2 separate regions of the Sus scrofa genome follow, and region 2 is linked to region 1. Evidence: chromatin contacts called from public Hi-C data. All regions are on one chromosome and are shown on one strand. The core of a region is the stretch at or near the end of the contact, and the rest is flanking DNA. Distances in the headings are between cores, read along the strand shown.

Region 1 (7,168 bases), core at 3,402-5,901:
TTCTTACCCTGAGCTTCTTGAACAGAGCTCAGAACACAATAAGGGGCTGAGTGAGTGCTAAATAAGACCCAGTCACTGCCCTCACATGGCTCCAACTCAGTGAACCCCAGTGGCCAGTGGATGTTGAATAAATGAACGCCGGGGGAAAGAGGCAAAGACAGACTGATTCATGCCCTGGTACGTGGGGCGGCACGGAGGGAGGGGGAGGGAAGAACACCTGGGGCCCCTCTCATGTGGTTGCACGAGCTAGAAAGAGATCAGTGTGCGGAAACCAGCTGTGTGCCCTTGTGGGCCTTAGCTGACCTCTCTGAGCCTCATCTAGCTGAGGAGGAGGACAGCAGATAACTTGAGGGTTTGTCGTGAGGATGAAAGGAGGCGTGTGAAGGAGGACGGGGTGGTGTCTGGCCCGCTGTGAGCACTCGGTGGATAGCGGTTTCTTGTCCCCGCTACACTACCTCTTTTTTTTTTCGTTTTTTTTTTTACCTTTTCTAGGGCTGCACCTGCATCATATGGAGGTTCCCAGGTTAGGGGTCTAATCGGAGCTGTAGCTGCCGACCTACACCCCAGCTCACGGCAACGCCGGATCCTTAACCCACTGAGCAAGGCCAGGGATTGAACCCGCAACCTCATGGTTCCTAGTTGGATTTGTTAACCACTGCGCCACGACAAGAACTCCTACGCTACCTCTTAAGGTGGTATTAGCCGAATCTGAAGGAGAGGAAACACTCTGAGTGATGACTGCCCAGTTGAGCCTTATGGGGCTCACCAGGCAGCCCAGCTTTGTGGCACCAGGCCACACACCTCAATGCTTGAGCATAAGGGCAGCTAGGGTGCCAGTCTGGAAACTCTGGTTCTCTGGGCCAACTTGGGACCCTCAACCCAACACTGGGAAGATGGGCCTTGGCACCAATTGCTGGCCTGTTTCTATATAGGAGGGACCGGGGTGGAGGGCACTATGCCAGCCCCTGCAGAGAACCTAGAAATAGAGGCACGTGGGTCAACTTGAAGCCCTGCCTTCCAGCTCCCAGAAGCCTCCTGCCACGCACAGCCCCTTCCCAGCAGAGCAGTGGAGGGCAGGAGGCTCACTCCAGGAGCCTCTCCCGATCTCCAGAGGATGTTTTCCAAGATCAGCCTGGCTCTGTTACCCTGGAGAGCAATGCTTAACCCAGCCCCAAATGATGGGATGTGAGCTGATAGCCGGGTAACCCAACCATTCCCCTGCTCCTCTTCTTTTTAGGGCCGCACCCTCGGCATATGGAAGTTCTCCGGCTAGGAGTCGAATCAGAGCTGCAGCTGCCAGCCTACAGCACAGCCACAGCAATGCAGGATCTGAGCCACGTCTACAACCTACAGCATAGCTCATGGCAATGCCAGATCCTTAATCCACTGAGTGAGGCCAGGGATCAAACCTGCGTCCTCGTGGAGGGCAGTCTCCTGAGGTGTGTTGGGGGTTGGAGCTTGGCAAATCTCACTCTCCAGGACAGCCAGCACCAGCTGTGAAACCCTGGGAAGGTCTCTGTCACCCCCCCAGCCTTAGTTTCCTCATCTATAAAATGGGCGTCATTATTTGCACGGGGGCCCTTTTGGGTGGATGATTCGCATCTTATTGGGTCCACTTCCGGGAGGGAGGCACCTCTCTATAAGGGGGCCAAGGAGGATGGAACACATATGGGGGAGCCGCCCATTAGCCACACCCAATCTCCAGGCTCTCCTGGGGCACCCACGTGGCCACCCAGAAACAGCTTTGGAAATCTGGCTATGCACGGACGCCCTCTGCTGGACATTGGAGAAAGTGTCTCCTAACTACCTTTTCTGGTCCCACCTATTCTCCCTATGCTGGCTGAACGCTGGCAATACACCAGGACTGGGACACCAGGTGGAGGAAAGTCCTGGGGCGGATAAGGAGAAGACCACTAGCTGGGGAGGAAAGAAACTGGGTTCTGAGTCAGACCTGTGTTCAAACTCCAGCTCCATCACCGTGCATCCTAGGGTCACTTACTCAACCTCTCTGAAACCTGTTTCCTCATCTATCAGATTGCATTAATACTAGTATCTATCCTGTGGGGTTGTTGCAAGGATTAACTGAGATAACGTGGAGAACTTCACAGTGCCTGGCTCTGTAAATCTTGGTTCCCTTCTCCTCTTTTAAGACTTGGTGGGGGAGTTCCCATCGTGGCGCAGTGGTTAACGAATCCGACTAGGAACCATAAGGTTGCGGGTTCAGTCCCTGCCCTTGCTCAGTGGGTTAACGATCCGGCGTTGCCGAGAGCTGTGGTGTAGGTTGCAGACGTGGCTCGGATCCCACGTTGCTATGGCTCTGGCGTAGGCTGGTGGCTGCAGCTCTGATTCAACCCCTAGCCTGGGAACCTCCATATGCTGCAGGTGTGGCCCTAAAAAAGACAAAAAAAAAAAAAAAAAAAAAAAAGACTTGGTATGTCCCAAGAGCCTATGAATCTAGGTCCAGAGATACTAAGTAAAGCCCTGTCCTTAAACCACTCGGGCTTCACCTTCAGCACTTGCTCTTCTCATCTGTGTGACCTCAGGTAAGTGACTGCACCTCTCTGAGCCTCGTTTCATACCTCAAAGTGAAACAGCTTCTTTTGCCCCTTTCCCGTTGTTGCCTTCTAACCTTAAAAGAACCTAATTATAGGTATGAGATCGCCAAGCAACTGAAACTAACTCCTGATTTATGCTCTCCTGAAGGCACACCATGCCTTGTCTACACTGTCAATTCTTTTCCTAAATAAAAAGAAGAATGAAGAATTGAGCAGTTGAAAAAAATGACTCGCTCTCTATCCCCAACAGCCCCCCTAAGCCATACTGCAGGTAGATCACTCAGGCAAGATAAATCCAAAGAGTCAGCCATCTGCACGCAATGAAGACTGATGCGGAACCCAACCTCCTGCCTTGATAATTCCCTGAGATTCTTCCCTCCCATTTTTCCCTTTAAAAACTGTTACGGCAGAGTTCCCATTGTGGCGCAGAAGAAGTGAATCCGACTAGGATCCATGGGGATGAGGGTTCCATTTCTGGCTTCGCTCAGTGGGTTGGGGATCCGGTGTTGCCGTGAGCTGTGGTGTAGGTCGCAGACGTGGCTCGGATCCTGCGTGACTGTGGCTGTGGCTGTGGCCGGCAGGTGTAGCTCCAATTCAACCCCTAGTCTGGAAACTTCCATATGCCGTGGGTGCGGCCCTAAAAAGAAAAAAAAAAAAAAAAAGAACTGTCACAGCTGAGCAGAATCTTTGGAGCTGGTCACTGGACACAAGTCCACCATCTCCCCAGACTGCCAGCTTTCTGATTTGCCTTTCTACTGACATTTGCCTCTCAAATTATTGGCTTATGAGCAGCGAGCAGCCAAACCTGTGTTCTGTAACAAAAAGAGATAATCGGAGTTCCCGTTGTGGCTCAGAGAGTTAAGAACCCGACATGGTGTCCATGAGGATGTAGACTCAACCCCTGGCCTCACTCAGTGGGTTAAGGATCTGGCATTGCTGCAGGCTTCGGTGTAAGTCGCAGATGAGGCGCAGATCTGGTGTTGTGGCTGTGGTGTAGGCCGGCAGCTCCAATTAGACCCCTTGCCTGGGAATTTCTATATGCCACAGGTGTGGTCATAAAAACAAAAACAAGCCAAAACCCAAAAAGAGACATTCCTGTCGGGGGCATCACTGCAGCCAGGACAATGCTCTGCCTAGGGGGAGGGTGCCAAGGAGGGCATGGGGCATGGCCACTAGGGGGCAGCAGAGGGTCAGTTAATCACCCTGTAGCCCCATCATTCAGGCAGCCTCCTGCTGTGCCCTTGATTTGAAGAAAACTCTCAGCGCCCACAAAAGAATCTGCCAGGTAGTGGACCCTTGTGAAATGGATTCAACATTCATGGAGAGCTGCACCGACAGTGTGCCTATGGCTCCTTTCAAAATTTATCATAGGGCAATGGGGTGTGCTGGCTACTGGGAGAGTGATTCCTCAGGCTAGCGGTCCAGGATGCTGGGCCATGAGGCCAGTGACCCAGGTCAAGTCTCGCTTTACCACAGAACAGCAGTGTAACTCTAGACAAGTCACGTCCCCTCTCTGAGATAACAGTTGCCTTCTTTGTATACCTGGCATACAGTAGGCACTTAATATATGTGTGCTTACCTTCTCTCTGGGCTCCAGTCACTTGTCCAAGAAGAGCAATGGGTCCTAAGAGTGGGTTATCCCCACTCTCGAACTGTTCTGGGGTCACTTCCTCTGGGAATCCCTCCACTGGAGGAGCCACCCCTGAGCTCCTCCAACCTCTGGTGCTTCCCACGTTGTCACTGCAGCGGCTCAGGTCGCTACTTTGGCAAGGAAGGGTTCGATCCCTGGCCCGGGAATTTTCACATGCTAGAGTGCGACCAGGAAAAAAAAAAATCAGCAATCTTTGGCCATTCGCCAATAACTCTGTATTGAACACTCTGAGAGACACAGTGCTAGGCGCTGGGACTTTAGGGCCTCGCTCTCACCGCTGCTAGTCTAAGAGTAGGATGAGTGCTGTAGCAGCCGAGGGGGTAAGGATTTTTGCCTCTAATGCGCGGAAGGGAGGTGCGGGGGAGACAGGCTGGGCGGCCCCTTTAAAAGGCGGGGTCTGGTGAGCGGGGCGGAACTACTGAGCGCGGCTGTGGGGCAAGTCCGGGACGCCGGAAGTGCTACACCCGGAAGTGTCTCAGGTGAGCGGGAGCCGCGCCGCCGAGGCCTTACCGCTATGGGCCGAAACAAGAAGAAGAAGCGAGATGGCGATAGCCGGCGGCCGCGGCTCATTCTGAGCTTCGACGAGGAGAAGCGACGGTGAGTGCTAAGGCTCGACTAGAGCCCGTTGGGGCCGCCGGCCAAGGCCAGGGCCGCCGGCCCACGCTCCCGCGGAGGGCCCTTCCGGTCCCGCCCTCTCTTCAAGGTGTGGAACTCCCTCGCGGAAGGAAGCGGTTGCCCTGGGCCCCCATCCCTGAGGAATGGAATCGCCCGCCCCGCCTCGCCCTCGCTTCTTTTCTCAGCTTCTCTACCAGCCAGCGCTGCCATTTGCGCGGCCGGAGAGCGGGGAGCTGGGTTCTTGGAGCGACAGCTTTGATCTTCCCCACCCAGGCCGGCGGCCCCGCACGCAGTAGACTCAGCTATTTATGAATGATGAGTGAATGAAATGAGTGGCTTACATTCATTTATTTACCAGGCGATTACTAAACTCTTTTGGATTGTGCGCGTCAGGTCTTGGGACCCCTGAGTTGGACCCCTAAGCGTCAGCGTCCAGACTATCAGCGTCCCCACTCAGAGTGCTACATGGGCTTATGGTGGTGGGTCAGCGAAAAACCTAGGGCAGTCAGCTCTAGAGAAATGAGAAGGGGCTGCGATCAGATAGGGGGAGAGAGGGAAATCCTGGGGCATCATCTGGAAACTCAGGATGGCATCAACACGACCTATAGTTGTGCCCAGGAGGAGGGCCCTGGGGAAGTGGGGTCTTGGTCCAATGGAGATTTTATAGAGGTTTGGTTGCGGGTGGCCTTGAAAGCCCTCAAGGGCTTAAGAGGTGGCTTAATTCACTGGGTAGTGGAGTTTACCAGCAAAGAAGGGACCCTTACCTGTTCCAGAGGCCCACACCCTGTACCCACTACCTGGCCCTGTTGCTGGCAGCTGAGAGCTCTGGAGAGGAGAGAGGAGAGAGGCAGCATCTCCCTCTCTTTGCCTAAGCTTACATTCTCTGTGCCTCTGTGTCTCCCATCTGTAAAATGGGATACCTACTACTACACAGGTTGCTGTGAGGATTGGACAAGTTAACACCTGTACATTTTTGGAATGATGCCAGGCACCTAGTGAGTGCGGTATGGGCTCCTCCCCATCCCCCATTCCTGGAGCAAGACTTTCTTTTCTTGTATCCTGACTTGCTTGTGATTTTTCTTTTTTTAAAATGATTTTTATTTTATCCATTAGAGTCGGTTTTCAGTGTTCTGTCTGTTTTCTACTGTATAGCAAAGTGACAGAAAACTGTATATATATACACATTCTTTTTCTCACATTAGCCTCCACCATGCTCCATCACAAGTGACTAGATATAGTTCCTGGTGCTATACAGCAGGATTTCATTGCTTATCCATTCCAAAAGCAATAGTTTGCATCTATTAACCCCAGATTCCTAGTGCATCCCACTCCCTCCCCCTTGGCAACCACAAGGCTGTTCTCCAAGTCCATGAGTTTCTTTTCTGGGGAAAGGTTCATTTGTGCCGTATATTAGATTCCAGATATAAGTGATATCATATGGTATTTGTCTTTCTTTTTCTGACTTACTTCACTTAGTATGAGAGTCTCTGGTTCCATCTATGTTGCTGCAAATGGCATTGTTTTGTTCTTTTTTATGGCTGAGTAGTATTCCGTTGTGCACATATACCACATCTTAATTCATTCATCTGTCGATGGACGTTTAGGTTGTTTCCATGTCTTGGTTATTGTGAGCAGGGCTGCAATGAACATACAGGTGCATGTGTCTTTTTTAAGGAAAGTTTTATCCAGACATTTGTCCAAGAGTAGGATTGCTGGGTCATATGGTAGTTCTAGATTTAATTTTCTGAGTTACCTCCACACTGTTTTCCATAGTGGTTGTACCAGTTTACATTCTCACAAGCAGTGCAGGAGGGTTCCCTTTTCTCCACACCCTCTCCAGCCTTTGTTATTTGTGGACTTATTAATGATGGCCATTCTGACAGGTGTGAGGTGGTACCTCAGAGTAGTTTTGATTTGCATTTTTCTAATAATCAGTGATGCTGAGCATTTTTTCATGTGCTTGTTGGCCACCTGTATATGTGATTTTTCTCTCTTGCCTCTTTCCTGTAGGGAGTATCTGACAGGCTTCCATAAGCGGAAGGTGGAGCGGAAGAAAGCGGCCATTGAGGAGATCAAGCAGCGGCTTAAGGAGGAGCAGAAGAAGCTCCGGGAGGAGGTACAGAGGAGGGCGGGTGGGAGAGTGTCTGACTTCCGGGGCACTTGCAGCCTCCATGGGCAGATGAGGGGCGGCGTGGGCAGGCCCGGGGAGCAGTTTGTGTGGATAGAGTCGCTGTGGGCCCAGCTCTGGGGAAGGTTTCCTGGTCTCTCACATCCAGCCATGGTCTCACTCATCCTGGAGGTGAGCAGTGCCTCTGCCTGAGGCTGGACTGAGAGGCCACACTCCCAC
Region 2 (6,510 bases), core at 2,915-5,414, 44 kb before region 1:
GCCTCTGGAGGAGCTCCCGTGCCAGGCACAGCCCCGTCCTCAGAGCTCCCACCCCAGGAGCGCTGGGACTTCCCAGGCTTGAGGCCACACTTCCACTTCTATTTGTGCGGCTAGAGGCAGCAGCTGCTTTTTTTTTTTTTTTTTTTTAAATAGCAACCGCAGCACACTGCTCATCTGTTCACAGCAGCCAAGAGAAACAGAAGCCACCGCTGGCCTTCCCTGATGTCCCAGCGCCCAGGGATTCTCTGCAGGCCCCCCCTCGCAGGGGCACAGGCCAGCAAGGCAGACGAGAGGGGAGGCAGCCCTAGGCCGGGCACTGTGCTCAGCCAGCAGCGTGCCCTTCTCCCTTCAGCTGCCCCGTGACAGCAGGAACTGGGGCTCAGGGAGCGTACAAAGTGCCTGAGGGTGCACAGTAGGGCTCAAGTCCCATGAGGGGCCCCTCAAACAGCACATTGTCCCCCAGTTCGGAGCCCGCCCTGCCCAGCCCCCATCAGCCGCTGCCCTGTGGGACCCAGGTTAAGGGCACTCTCCAGGGCGGTCAGGGTGCTGGTGGAGTCCTTTGCCTCCGCCCCACCCGGGGTTTCCTGGCAAGTCCTTTTGGCTTGAAGAGGAGGCAAGGGAGTTTTCAGAACCCCAGAAATCACACCACAGGCCTAGCTGCTCTGGGCGGAAGCCTCCACGTGTAGGGCAGCACCGGTAATGGCCACAAATGACCTATCAAGTCACTAAAATGGGATGTTCTCGCTGGGTCCTGCGGCCCCACAGCTGACCCCTGCTGCCGCCACCTCAGTGCCGGCCACTGGCCTCCCTGCCCACATCCTGCTGGAGCTCCACCAGCAGACGTTTCCCAGACTGTCACAGGTTTTTGCAATCTACTAAAGCCTCTGGGCCCCAGAAGCAGCCCCGGGGATTAAGGCGGGGCTGGGGGGCAGGGCTGCGCATTTCTGGAGTCTACAGGCAGCGCCATCTGGCCCAGCAGGAGAGCACATGGGGCTTTGGAGCCAGTCAGATCTGCTTTCTAACTGAGCCTCTCGGCGGACCAGGGACCTGCCAGGAGTCTGGATCTGCTCACCTATAAAACCACAGATACCACCTCACTGCAGAATGTGCAAAAGTACGTGATGATAAGTCATTGTCCCCAGGGGGCAGGACACATGTGGGGGGGGGGCAACTGAGGCAGGAATGAGGCTCTAGGGTTTTCCCATTCCTGACTTTGCAGGCTGGAGGAAGAAAGAAACAGGGCCAGGAACTGATGTAGGCATCTTACATGTTAACCTATTTAACCCTCACGACAACCCATCAGGTAGATGCTATTATTATCCTCAAATTACGGAGGAGGATGCAGGCTCAGAAAGGAACTCCCTCTCCCCAGGTTGCCCCGCTGAGCCCGCAGTTGGCTCCATCCACACCCTTCAGCTCTGTTCTTGCTGTCTCTTGGGCTGGAAATCACTGATGCGACGTCTTCGCTGGCCATTAAGCCACCTGTGTTCACTGAGCTCCTGTGACTACAGCACATTGCTAAGCCCCTGACGTCAGCAAGAGCCAGACAAGACCCAGGCCCTCCTTGGGAGGAGCCCCAGCCAAGTCCTTGGAGAAGGGCTTGGCTGCTGAGCTCTGAGGTCGCTTTCGAGGCACCTGCAGTTCCAAAACTGTGATCTCGACATTCACCAATAAACTTCTGAGTCCAGAAGTCTGATGGCAACATCCTTTGATGAAAGAGCCTATGATCCAAACTTCAGGACTTCCAATCTTCTCGGGAGTCAACATCTGAGTGTGCTCGGGCTTAAATATGCCCTAAAATATGCCCCTCACCCGGCCAAAAGGTAGAGCTGCCCCACCCAGGGTGGACAAGGAGGAGCCAGGTGCCTCTCCTGCAAAGGCTCTTGGGTTGGATGTGAGGGGGGCAGAGATGGGAGACCCAGAGCTCAGGTGGCCTGATTAAGTGGCTCAGTTGATTTTACAGCAGCTGCTGCTACAGCCCACATGGACTGGCCCCTCTGCAGACGAGCTGGGGGCCCAGGCCTGGGCAAGACAAGAGGGACAGAGGTAGAAGCCAGGCCTTGCCTTCAGGGACCTTCAGAACAGCTCGTGACATGGACAGGCGCAGACCGGTGTGGTCTGGGCCAAAGGCAGGGCTGGACCAGCATGGGGGACACCATGAAGGCTGGAGATTTCTCAGATGGCAGGAGAATGGCACCTGCTGCCTTGGGAATCTTCGGTTTCCTAATTCTGCACACAGTAGGTTGTGCCCATATCAGAGGCAGGGTAAACTGAGTCACCATGAAGTTCTGGGATCTGTCCAGTGAGCAAGGTGGATTAGAACCCAGGCATTACAAATCCTGGCCCCATGTGATACCACGTCTACACCGGGCTCCGATGTCTTGCTTCGTGGACACATTTCTCAAGGCCTGCCCCCTTCTAGAATCCTCCCCATGGGCTTTCCAGTTGGGAGAAGGAGGCTGGTGGGAGGGAACCTTGCCTGGGATCCATGCCCTCACCCTGACCTGAGCCTTTGATCCAAGATCTCCCACCTTCCAGACAGGTGCCACACTCCGATGGCTCAAAGAACAGCAGCTGGGAGTTCCCTGTGCAGCCCCTTCCCACCCCACCCTGGCTCCCTCTGAAGACTGGAGGGCCAGCCAGCGTCCAGCGCATGCTCACTGTGTGCCGGGCCCATGCTGGGCACAGTGAGATGCCTGAGGTGGAGGTCCTGCCCTCCAAAGTGCCAGTCTGCCCACCCACACACAGCAGATCCTCAAAGTAATTCTCAGACTGAACTGAAACTCCAAGGCAGAGTGCACAGAGGGTATGCCAGGACTCTCCCCAGGCCCTTCCCTCTCCCCCCAGGGATGCAGGGGTTCAGAGGAAAGAGCGCCTGCTGTTTCCCAAAGGCTCTCGTCTTGTATTAACTAGCAGTTAGAGGAGTTCCCACTGTGGCTTGGAGGGTTACGCACCCACCTAGTATCCATGAGGACGGGTGTTCCGTCCCTGGCCTCGCTCAGTGAGTTAAGGATCGGGGGTCACTGCAAGCTGTGGTGTAGGTCATGGATGCAGCTCAGATCCCTCATTGCTGTGGCCGTGGTGTAGGCCGGCAGCTACAGCTCTGATTCTATTTGACCCCTAGCCTGGGAACTTCCAGATGCCATGGGTGTGGCCCTAAAAAGACAAAAAAAAAAAAAAAAAAAAAAAAAACCCAAACAACAACAACAACAACAAAAACCCAAACCAAAAAGACTAGCAGTTATGGAGCCTCTACTGACTGCAGGTCCAACTCGGTTTGGCGTGGAGGCCCAAAGAGATAACGACCATTGACTCAGGTGGGGGTGGGGGGCTGAGCAGCACCCAGCATTGCCTTACAGAAGTTGGGGCAGGGACTGAGGAAGTCTGCCCGAAGGGACTTCACAGATGGCAGGAACTAGCCACTGGGGCTGGGAGAGCGCGGGTGTCTGGGGACTGCTTTGGGAGGGTTTGCTGTGGCGGTGAACGTGCCACGGGAGCAGAAGCATGGATACTGGAGGAGCAGGCAGGGGTGTCCTGTCCCCTCTTCCAGGTGGGCAAGGTCAGGACAGCCGACCTAGCTGGCCTCTAGAGACCTCGGCCCAGACTTCTAGGGACTGGTCCAAGGGCACGCTGCAGCAAGGTGGCCCCAGGAAGCCAAAGCCTCCAGCCAATCTTCCAGTAGGGGAGCAGGGGTGACCTTTGGCTCAGGATGACCAGGAGGTCCTTTGAGAAGGGAGTCCAGGGGAGCCTCGTGTGGGAGGCCCAGAGGGATCCGTCCTTGGCCTCGGCCTCCTAAGCATGGAGGCCTGTTTCCCCTTCAGGAGGATGCCAGAGTTATTAACCCAGGGCCGGCAGGCCGACGGGTGGGGCAGGAACCCAGGAAGCCGGGCAGGCGCGGCTGGAAGGGAGCTTACCTGCTTCCCGCCACGGGGGCTGGCGGGGCGGCGCGGGGACAGGGGGCGGCGCCCACGACCTGCGGACCGCCGAGCGGCCGGCGGACCCACGCTCGCCCGGATTGGCTGGGGGCCCTTGGGGGCCCGGAAGACGCGAAAGAGCCAGAAAACAAACTTGGAGAGAGGAGTGACCTGTGGGCCGGGGGCGGAGCCGCCAGCGGGGGAGGAGAGAGCGAGCGGCAGCCCGAGCGCGGCGGGCCCAGGAAGCGCAGAGCGCCGCCCACCCATCCGGGGCGAGAGAGGCGCCGCGGGCAGAGGCAGGCTGGGCCGGGGGGCTGCCGGGCCCTCGACCCCCAGCGTGACCCCGCGGCCCCCAGCCCGCCCGCAAGATGATGAAGAGGCAGCTGCATCGCATGCGGCAGCTGGCCCAGACGGGCAGCTTGGGACGGTGAGTGTCCGCCCCCTGCCTTCCAGCCCCGTCCTCACCCCCCCACCCCGCAGGACCCTAGGGGAGGCGGGTGGGGGGTGAGGATGGGGGGTGAGGGTGGGGGTGAGGTAAGGACAGCTGGACGACCACTTCTGACTGGCCACCTCTCTGAGCCCTCTGGATGTCACCCGCACCTCCCGGCCGGAGCAGGAGGGGCAGGCGCTGGCCTTTGACGGAAGGGCCCCCCCCCCACCCCCTTGGAGGGTGGGGGAGGATAAAGATGCTGGGTCTTCTCTGTCTCCCTGAAAGCCTGAGTGGAGGGACCCCCTGGCCTCACTTGTCCCCTCTGTACAATGGGGACTGTTAACCGTCTCTGGTGGTCTGGGGAGAGGGGTGATCAGGGCCCCAGACCCCCGGGGGGAGGGGGGGAGCAGCGGAAGAGACAGGGTCCTGGCAACGGTGGGAGGAGGGGCCTGCCCCCGTCCTGCCCCGGGCCTCTTCCCGCCTCCCCCTCACCCAGAGGCCTCCGGCTTGGGTCTTGCTTCTGCTTTTCCCAGCATCAGGTGGAAACGTCCCAAGTCCCTCTGTTCCCACCACAGCCCCTGGTGGCATGGAGGGGCCGGAAATTTGGGGAGCCCCCGGAGCCTCCTCTTCCCCCTGTGCTGGGAGTTTCTCATTTTCTGGGCCCAGGGGAGGGGTCTGGTGTCCACAGACCTACTCTGGTCTCGTGCTGACACAGACACCTGTGTGAGCCTGGGCAGTGAGGCCACCTTGCGCAGAGCCTCAGTGTCCCCACAGTGTCCTCACAGTGTCCCCACATGTCCCCGGGCAGGGGGCCCAGGGCCTGCCCACCCCTGCAGTACAGGGTCCTGGGTGACAGCCCAGGAGCCTGAGCTCACACACTTCCCGTTCTTGGGGCCAGCCCAGGCCACCCCTCCCCTCCCCGGGTCAGCAGACGAGAGAGGCTCCCCGAGAGTCCCCACTTGGGTTTCATCCTCCCCCTCGCTCAGGGCACAGCCCTGGGTGGAGGAGGAAAAAGCCCAGCATCCTCTCCCGCCCCCATGGAATGTGTTCCGACCGGGATGAGGCAGGCGGGCCACCCAGGGCCGCCTGACCAGGGGGGGCACTGGAAGCACCTGGGGTTCGGTTGCCCTGTTTGGGGGGGCAGGAGGAGTCAGGGGGTTCCTAACCTGGGCCAGCTCAGCAGAAGCTGTCTTCCCCCTGCAGCACCCCGGAGACAGCCGAGTTCCTGGGTGAGGACCTGCAGCAGGTACGTGCCCGGGCCGGCAGGCAGCAGGGGGCAGGCAGGCCTGCACAGGATTGTCAGCGGAGGGCGGGGCATGGAGGCCAGTTGGGGGCCCGAGTTGAGTCATTCCCACGCTGCAGGCCATGGGGTCCCCAGGAAGAGAGGAGAGAAATGTAGTTCCTGCCCTGGGGCAGAACGGGGCCGACAACCTCTCAGGATCCATAACCCCAGGACTCCCTCCCAGGTGGAGCAGCGGCTGGAACCGGCCAAGCGAGCAGCCCACAATGTCCACAAACGGCTGCAAGCCTGTCTGCAGGGCCAGAGCGGGGCGGACATGGACAAGCGGGTGGTGAGTGGGGGTCCCGGGGAGGAGGGGTCCGGGCAGGGGGGCAGCAAGCCCAGAGCTGGCGTCTCCCCACCAGTCTGAGTCTCTGGCACCAAGGAATGGAGACTGATCTGTCTCAAGCCCCTTAGGCAGCCCACTCAGGAGGTCCTATCTCTTCCCCGGCTCCTTCTTGGCCCCGCCTCCTCTGAGCCAAAGCCACGCCTCTGACAGCACCTGAAATTCTCCATCCAATCAGTACCCAGAGCAGCCCATGAGGGCTTCCTGAAGGAAGCGTCACTTGAGCTGGATTTGGGGTGTTACTCATGGTATCAATCAGCCTCCAGTATTTACGGACTTAAGGGTTGCTAAGATACGCTGATGCGTTGCCTTACTTAATGCTGAAAACAACCCTAGAAGGAGGCTGCTATTATTACCACTGCGTTCAGAGGCGGAAATGGAGACAGAGAGGTTGAGTGACTCAGTCAAGGTAACACAGCTAGTAAGTGGCAGGGCTGAGATCTGAACTCTGGTCTCTCTGACCAACGCAGGTGCTTTGCATGATGTAGGGGCCATGTTTTGTAATCAAGCAACAATTCAGTGTGGCCAGAGCAGTAGGGAG

What was found. A called contact is a pair of places that touch in the nucleus more often than the background predicts.
Region 2: a Hi-C map of alveolar macrophages shows a contact between it and region 1, with 2.6 times the contacts expected there. The contact joins the promoter of SH3BP1 here to the promoter of NOL12 in region 1. A contact is called at or near these places in 2 of 5 promoter capture datasets (fetal liver and skeletal muscle), 6 of 47 Hi-C or Micro-C datasets (alveolar macrophages, blood, embryonic fibroblasts and 3 more) and 2 of 2 datasets of contacts at active chromatin or transcription factors (alveolar macrophages and skeletal muscle).

The regions. Positions count from the first base shown.
Region 1 is chr5:10,141,639-10,148,806 of Sscrofa11.1, reverse strand. NOL12 (nucleolar protein 12) reads left to right here and starts at 4,651. Exons shown (of 6, transcript XM_003481552.4): 1 at 4,651-4,803; 2 at 6,832-6,937. The coding sequence starts at 4,721.
Region 2 is chr5:10,185,537-10,192,046 of Sscrofa11.1, reverse strand. SH3BP1 (SH3 domain-binding protein 1) reads left to right here and starts at 4,164. Exons shown (of 19, transcript XM_021091504.1): 1 at 4,164-4,341; 2 at 5,548-5,590; 3 at 5,811-5,915. The coding sequence starts at 4,283. GGA1 (ADP-ribosylation factor-binding protein GGA1) reads left to right here. Exons shown (of 19, transcript XM_021091505.1): 17 at 1-4,341; 18 at 5,548-5,590; 19 at 5,811-5,915.